Regions from separate parts of the Anser cygnoides genome. Here region 1 is linked to region 2. The links are chromatin contacts, called in public Hi-C maps. All regions are on one chromosome and are shown on one strand. Each heading gives the region's core, a stretch centred on a gene start, on an enhancer-like site or on the middle of the called end of the contact. The rest is flanking DNA. Distances are from core to core; before and after follow the strand shown.

What was found. Hi-C and Micro-C count contacts between places; a contact is called where the count stands out from the background.
Region 1: a contact with region 2 is called in a Hi-C map of liver, with 9 times the contacts expected there. The contact joins two enhancer-like sites. A contact is called at or near these places in 4 of 7 Hi-C or Micro-C datasets (blood and liver).

Annotation. Positions count from the first base shown.
Region 1 is chr1:4,087,534-4,091,669 of Taihu_goose_T2T_genome, forward strand. No RefSeq gene overlaps it. Among named protein-coding and RNA genes, the nearest start is that of PFKFB3, 68 kb to the left of the region's middle. Within about 2 kb of position 1,323, at least 1 of the 3 cell types and tissues checked has open chromatin away from gene starts, as enhancers often do. A contact at or near this core is called in liver, where this site is marked.
Region 2 is chr1:4,038,574-4,042,708 of Taihu_goose_T2T_genome, forward strand. PFKFB3 (6-phosphofructo-2-kinase/fructose-2,6-biphosphatase 3) reads left to right here. Exons shown (of 15, transcript XM_067002724.1): 2 at 2,261-2,375. Among named protein-coding and RNA genes, the nearest start is that of PFKFB3, 19 kb to the left of the region's middle. Within about 2 kb of position 2,233, at least 1 of the 3 cell types and tissues checked has open chromatin away from gene starts, as enhancers often do. A contact at or near this core is called in liver, where this site is marked.

The sequences.
Region 1 (4,136 bases), core at 73-2,572, 48 kb after region 2:
TCTGACCATGAGGCAGAAAGCAGACGTTTTCACTTTTCTATCTCTACTCCTTGTATGCAGCAGCAAACTGCAGCCCGCAGCGAGGAGGAAGTTGCTGTTTTAGATTTCCTTTCAGGTGCAGCCTCTTACGGCGTGACTCATTTTGTGTTTATCATTGACACATGACTGCTTCTTTCCTTCTTTCTTTCTTTCTTTCTTTTTCTTTCTTTCTTTCTTTCTTTCTTTCTTTCTTTCTTTCTTTCTTTCTTTCTTTCTTTCTTTCTTTCTTTCTTTCTTTCTTTCTTTCTTTCTTTCTTTCTTTCTTTCTTTCTTTCTTTCTTTCTTTCTTTCTTTCTTTCTTTCTTTCTTTCTTTCTTTCTTTCTTTCTTTCTTTCTTTCTTTTTCTTTCTTTTTCTTTTCTTTCTTTCTTTCTTTCTTTTTCTTTCTTTCTTTCTTTCTTTCTTTCTTTCTTTCTTTCTTTCTTTTTCTCTTTTTTCTCTCTCTCTCTCACTCTTTCTTTCTTTCTCTTTTTCTTTCTTTCTTTTTCCTTCTCTTTCTTTTTCTCTCTCTCTCTCTCGCTCTCTTTCTTTCTTTTTCTTTCTTTCTTTCTTTCTCTTTCTCTCCTTCTCTCTTTCTCTCTTTCTTTCTTTTCCTTCCCTCCTTCCTTCCTTCCTTCCTTCCTTCCTTCCTTCCTTCCTTCCTTCCTTCCTTCCTTCCTTCCTTCCTTCCTTCCTTCCTTCCTTCCTTCCTTCCTTCCTTCCTTCCTTCCTTCCTTCCTTCCTTCTCTCTTTCCTCATAGTTTGGTCTGAAATAACTAGCTCTTTAACTTCTGAGGATGTCTTTTGCAGCTGATGTGTATGTGAAACATAAAGAACCACGGCCAGGAGCTGACTCATCTCCACTTCCCATGGTTCTGTCTACACTGCACCACACCTAGGCTGAAGGCAGGACCAATGCTGCATGCACTAGCCAGAGTGAAGGAAAAGTTTGGCAATGAATTAGTGGGAGAGAAGAGGGAATGTGGATACAGTGCTTTTGGTCTACTCAAATCATGATATTTTCTGTGTCCTGTGGTAGCCATGGGACTGGGGGCCCTGTGGCATGGGGATCTCTTTGCTGTTTGACACTTCTCTGGACAAACTAAGAGCAAACCTTCATCCCCAAGCATGCACAGCCCCAAGGGAAAGAGGCAAAACTGTGCCCAGAGATGTAGAGGGACCCAAGAAGTCCAGATCTAAATGGTTTAGGCAGCCAGAAACTGCAGTCACTGCTATCAGAGCATGCCATCCCCTCTTCTGCTGCCCGTCCCCCTACCACGTGTGGCTCCTTCTCCCACTGACTCCTACATCTGCATGGCCTCGACAACATAACCCTCCGACAAGGTCTGAAGTGAGTGGATTCAGTTGCATCTCACATGCCTCGCTGCTCAGTCCCATGATTTTGCATTGTTGTTTCAGGTTCTTCTTCCTTTTTGTCCTCATTTTGCTCTTTTGAACCTTCTCTGACCTCTTATGGGGCTTATTTCTGCCTCATGCCAACTTCTGGTAGGCTCTGGAAGGCTGTTTCTCTCAAGGTTGATGGTGGATAAGTCAGGAAAGGTTGTCGTAATATCTTGTAAGCACATGTAGAAATATAAACTTTGATTAAAAAAAGAATTCAGGTGTTTGCAATTTCCTTTTTTGGCTGACTCTAAAGAAATCTCTGTCCCATTTTGAAGCACAGTGAAAACAAGGGGAAGCACCGGTTTTCTCGGATGCTTCATCATATCTGATATGTTGAAAGTGATTTTGAAATCACCCTAAACTGAGATCAAAGGCTTCTGCAAGGTAATAACTCTGAAGCCCAAATTAATGCAGTTCAGAAGATGGTTAATGATTAAATGACAACTTCAGCATTGAGTTCTCTGGTTCATTAGCACCATATGATTTCAGATTGCTCCAATATCTTGGTGGCCCTGAAATCCCAGCCATATCTTTCATTCCTGTAGCCCAACTGAAAAAAAAAAAAAAAAGCCATGGGAGATAATAGCAACATTTCTGATTGCTCTCTCTAGGAGAGAGCCAAACCACATGGCACACTGTGTATTACGACACGACGGGAAGGTTAAACCAGGACTTGACCGATCACAGATGGTCACCTGTCCATCTAAAAGGATCAGTCACCCTCAAGGGGCTTTGCAGTGTTTTTATTTAGCCCAGAGGGCATGCATCTATCTCGCCATGTGATTTTTAAGCTAAAATCGGCACCCCTAAAATTGTTGGAGGCTGTCCTCTCTTCCTTTGGATACTTACAGTGTTGGTGTCTTCATGTGAGCCTGATGTCTGAGCTCCTAAGTACTCACTGGACATCTAGGGTAGCTTTCAATTGCCTGGATGCCAATGTCTGCTGCCACCTTAGTCTCTGTGATCAATCCTGCCTGGTCTTCAGCTTCTGTGCTAGAAGAGCAGATGTCCCCTGTGTTCCTGTATCACATCTGTCAGTCTTGAGCAAGTGTCTCAGATACCTTTGGGCACTGCAAAAGTTTCCAGATGTTTAAGCACCTGTATCCTGCCCCTACTTGGTATCTAGATCTTGGGATCTAGAAAGCTAATTCCACGCATAAGTATCTAGGACCACTTGAAAGGCATCCTGTGTGGGTTCCAGGTGTCTCTCCAGGTACCCTGGTCTTCCACAGGTGCTGTGCAACATCTGAAAGTCCTTTCCAGATGTTTCAAGCATTCAAGGGTGTCTCAAATTGCAATAAATGTCTTTATGTTACTAAAACAAGCAATCAAATCAAGCTCCTGAATTTGTCCCCAGCCAGCTCCACCAGGCAGAGAGAACCAGAAGTGGGATTTTGGTGTCTGCTTGGAAGAGCTGGGCTCTGGATGAGTCAAGGAAGAGAGACTTAAGACAGCAAGAGACTGTGGTTATTAGTGAGAGCAGAAAGGAAGGGCAGGAAGGAAGTGGTCTGGCAGAAAAACAAGGAAGTCTCTACACTTGTCCTGTGTTTCCTTTCTCACTTGACTTGTTTTCTGTTTCAAACACTGTTGTTGGTAGCGCTGTAGACCACGCAGAAAACTGGGTGGTTTGGGCATTGCAATTACAAACTTCCTTCTTGCTAGTCTAATAAAAAGCCAAAGGAGAACATAGCACAAAGAACACTGCCCATGTTTGACACCTTCCTTATTTACCAGAGAGTCATCATCTTTGGTATTTAATGGTTCTGTAAAATTCTGAGGGGTTGCACTACAGTGTAAGTGATAAACGTGATAGAGACATGTTACGTAAAGGCTATAGTTTGAAGGCTGTGAAACAGGACCTGCTGGGCAGAAAAGCTGAAATCTCAGGTTTGGAGGATACAGAAATGTGAATCAGAGATGAGCCCGGGGAGTTACGCAGCTTGCAAAACATCCTGCCCTGACTGGGAAGTGGTCTTTCTTATCTCTGGCAGCCATTGTGGAGAGTACAAAATTAAATGAATAGCATAGCTCTTTGAGAACATGCAGGTGAAGATGCCTGCACAGCTTCTGGGGCTTACTGGCAACACATTCTGCCTCCCTTTGGCACCTTCCAATTTCAGATATTTAGGGTTGGAGGTGGCCATCATCTCACCCCAGTTCAGGACCTTGATTCACTTGCTCGAACTTGCTCCAGGCCTGAAAGGTCTACGTGGAGCTGGCAGATATGACCCAGGATCTGCAAGACAACAAATCTACCTTTGGGATTGGCAGCTGGAGGCTAGATAGGTCATGTCAGCTGGCACTGGACACCCCAACTGTAAGGGATTTCCATAGCATTAGGGCAGTAGAGTGAGATCTAAGGACTGGGTCCATAGAGATACCAAGGTGTGGGACCTCCATTCAGACTTAGTCACCCGCAGACCTTTATGGATATACTCCGACTCACCTTCACCCAGTTTGCACACCTTTGGCAAGTGGCTGCTCCAACTAAAACTTAGAGATTGTGTCAGAAAAATCATTACAAACCAGCCCTGAAAGCCCCAGGGATAGCTAAGCAGATTGGAAACATGGTGTAAAAAGGCAGCTGCTGTGCATGAGGCTTGAACATCGGCTTTGAAGAGTGATGATCCAGACCTTTCTCAAGCATCCCATGAATTTTCAAAAAAGAAAGAAAGAAAGCTGGAATTTAATAAAATACAGGTTTTCTTTTCTTTC
Region 2 (4,135 bases), core at 983-3,482:
TTCACCCCCTCCTCGCCAGTTGATGCTCTCACCCTCTTCCTTCCCACATCCCAAATCTCTGCATCCTTTTTCAGCTCCCACACAGTACCATTTTTTTTTGGTCTATGAATATATTTTTCCAGCGTAGCAGACTGAGGGATTGTGCACTTTTTTTTTTTTTTTTTTTACTCCATCCATCTTGGCACCATGTAAGGAGACAGCCAAAAAGATATTCTTTGTCATAAAAACACATGCCTGTTTTTCTAGGGGAAGATGCCCTAAAATAATACTGGAGGCTATTCAGTATGTAGCCGAGATGCTAACTTGCCAGTGTTTTAATTTCCGTGCAAAATTTGCTTTATTTAGCAAATCAAGCTAGAATAAACTCAGCGGAGCACTTCCCAGCTATAAAATATTGAACTTTCCCCACCAGCCACCCAGCATCCCGCTGCTGCCTGGGCATTGCTCGGGGTATGAGCATCCCAAAATCGTGGTTTTAATTTTAGGTTTTTTTTTTTTTTTTTGGAGGAGAAAGCTGGATTTTCCCCACACCTTTATTTATTGCCCTTGCCACGTTTGGGTTGGAAGTAGCGCTTTTCACCATCGAATCGAGGGTAGCGAGGTCACCTGCGGGAATCCGGCTAATGGGTTAAAAATCCCGAAGCGTGGCTACGTTTGGGATAAAATCGCCCAATACGCACCCTAATAAAATATACCTCTATGCGTTAATTGCGCCTAGCGGAGGCAGCGCAGGGGAGGCTCCGCAGCCTCCGCTCCTCCATCCCCGAGCCCGGGCGGAGGCCGAGAGGTGGGGGGAGGCTGCGAGCCTCCCCCGGAGCCTCCGCCCCAGCCTTTTTGCGCGGCCGCGGAGCGGGGCGGAGGCGGAGCGGAGCCCGGGCACCCCCCGGGCGGAGGTGGGGGGGTGAAGGAGGCCGGGCCCCAGCCCTGCCTGTGCGACGTGAGCGACGTGCGGAGCCTCCGCAGCCCCCGGCCTCCGCCTCCCACCCGCCGCGGGCCGGGGAGGGGAAGGGGGCGCGGAAAGGGGGGGGGGGGGGAGGCTGCTCGGGGGAGCCCTTGGGTTTAGAAAGGATTTCTTTTTTTTTAAATATAATTGTGGTTTTAGAATGAGTTTGGTTGTAGAATTGCTTTGGCTTTAGAATTATTTTTATTTTTTTTATTATTATTTTCTATTTTTTTTTTCTCTTTTATTCTTTTTTTCCTTTTTTTTCTCTGTTCTTTTCTCAATTTTTCTTTTTTTCTTTCTTCTTTTCTCTTTTATTCTCTCATTTTTCTCTCTTCTATTTTTCTTATTTCTTTTTTTTTCCTCCTTTTTCTTTTCTCTTTTCTCCCTTCTTTCTTCTCTCTCTTCTCCTTTCTTTCTTCTCTCTTCTTCTTTCCTTTGCTTTTTTCTCTTCTTTCTCCCTTCTTTCTTTTCTCTCTTCTCCTTTCTCTTTTCCCTCTTCCTTTCTCCTTTCCTTTCTCCTTTCTTTTCTCTCTTCTTTCCCCCTTTTTTCTTTTTTCTTTCCCCCTTTTTTCTTTTTTTTTCCTCCTTTCTTCGTCTATTTTCTCCTTTGTTCTTTTCTCCTCCCATCCTTTCCTTTCATCTCCACATTTCTCCTTCCAACACCCCATCTCCAATACCCCCTTTCCCCTCCCCACCCTCTCCCCATCACCTCCCACACCCCTCTTTCTCCCCACAACCCCCCCATTTAACCCCCCCCCCCCCCCCCCCAAATCCCCCCCATCCTCCAAACAAAGCCTTTGTCCCGCTGCAGTGCGGGGGGGCCGGCAGCAGGCGGCAGCGCCGCGCCGCGCCCCCTCCCCGGCTCCTCCGCCCTCCTCCCCGGCTCCCGCCCCCCCCCGGGCCCGCCCCGGAGGGCGGGGACCCGCGGCCCCCCCCCGGCCGCCCGGCCCCAAATAGGAGCCGGCGGCAGCGGCGGGTCCAGTGCGAGCGGAGCGTGGGAACGGCGGCGGCAGCAGCAGCGCGGCCGCTTCTTTTTTTCCCAGCCCTCGCTTTCAGCTTTCTTTTTGATTTTTAGAAAGGAGAAAGAGGAGGAAAAAATCCGAATATTTCTATTTTTTTTGGCACTTTTTTTTTTTTTGAATTAAAATTAGCGGCGGGACTCGCCCACCTCCCCGCTTTGTGCCCCGTCCCTCCTTCCCCCTCTAAACCCTCACCGAGCGGCAAGCCGTATTTTATCGTCTCTTCTTATATTTTTTCGCCCCCCCCCCATTTTTTATTTTTTTTTTCCTTCCACCCCCGTTTTGCGAACGCCCCAAGGTGGACGCGGAGCGCCAAAAGACCTTGCCTTTAAAAATGCCCATGGAGCTGACGCAAAGCCGCATCCAGAAGATTTGGCTCCCCAATGACAACCGGCCGGCGCTGCCCCGCCGCTGTGAGTAGTAGGAACGACGTGATAAGGGGGGGGGAACACCTTGGGGGGGGGGGGGGGGGGGGGGGGAGGTCCAGCATCCCCCCGGTAGGAGGGCGGCGGGGGTGGGATGCGGTCCCCCCCCCTTCCCTCCTCCCGTGCACCCCCTTGCGATGCTCTCTCCGAGGGTAGACCCCCACCAAGGTGGACCCCCCCACTCTATTTTTCCATATTATCCGTGCAGCCTGAGTGTGCCCTCCTCCCCCCCCCATAGCATCTCTGTGCATGCTTCCAGCCCAGGAAGGTGCAGCCTGCCTGGATCTGGCCCCACGCATGTCCTGACATTCCCTCCCCCTCGCTTTCCACCCCATAATACTTAATAGGATTAACAGGGAATAGGGCAGGTTGCTCCTAGGCTAGCTCAGCTGGGATTTTACAGGGCATTCAGCACCTTGCCCTGATGTTTGGCTTGACTGGGCTTTTATTGGGGGGGGGATAAGATCGGGGATTTAATAAACCCAAATAACCACCGGCTGCCTGCGCCTCGCCAGCCCTTGTGCCTGGGGGAGATAGGAGGCAGGTGGAGGGGAGGGCAAACGAATTGCCTGCTCAGCGTCCTGCAGGAAAAGAAAGCGTGGGGGTGTTCAAAACCAAACCCCACGCTTAAAAAAATAAATACGAGCCGATGCTCGGGTCGCCCGGGCGCTACTATCAAACGCGGCGTGAATCACGGCTGATTTGGGAGCCGGCTCTTCTAACTGACCCGGCAGCTGTGCCACCCCACGGAGCCCCCAAACCACCCCAGCTCCCAAATAAGCATCGCAGGAACCCGCAGAGGCTGCGGAGAGCGAGGATGGAGGCGGCGTTTTGCAGCCCGGAGAGGGATGGCAGTGGGTGAATCAGTCCTCCCGCTGCCTTTTTTTTTTTTTAAAAAAAGTTGCTCGTGTTTCTCTTGGCCAGAAAGTTTACCCACTTTTAAGAGAAAAAAAAAAAAACGTTCTGGATGAATGATGCCGTTAATTTCCCCGATGAATCACGGCTGCTGCCCCACGGCCGTGGGTCCCGGCGTGCCACGAGGGATGCTGAGCCTTGTGTCTGGGCACATGTGCAGGGGAAGGCACCGAGGAAATGGCTTTCGGCAGCAACAGGCTGAACATCTGGCTGGCCGTGGGGCAGAAATGGCTGGGCTGGGGTGGGACCGGTGTAATGCTTTGCAGCTGGGTCTGAGCTCTTTGGGTTTCTTTATTTTTCTCAAGGACTGACACCTTTGAAAGAAATCCCCCGAGCACGTGGTGCCTCGCTGTGTTTTTTTTTCCCCACTAATTTATTCACGTGGTTTCTGACAGGGGAGAGCTCCCTCTTACAGAGGAGAAAGCTAACATATTTTAATATATGAATATAATCATAGTAATATGATTGTTGTTTCTCGGGGTGGGAACGAGCCGCGCTCGGCATCATTCGCTGCGATCTATGGGAAGAGCCCGGCTGGGCGTTTTTTGGTTTTGAAACCCGTGGCTTCCCATGGGCGATACTAATTCCTCGGCAGCAACAAAGAGCTCGGGCACAAAGGCGTGGGGCCGGGAGGCCGGCGTGGAGGCACAATGGCGAGCCCCGGCCTCCCTCGAGGCCGGCACCGTCCCCAGGGCAGCATCACCATCGGGCCGCTCGGTGCAGGAAATAATTAGCCCGATTGTCCTCCTCCTCTTGGTCGCAGCTCCAAGTGATGCCTTCATCTGGCCCTTTGACGGCGATCCATTCAATTTCTGCCGAGCTGCACGTCTCTC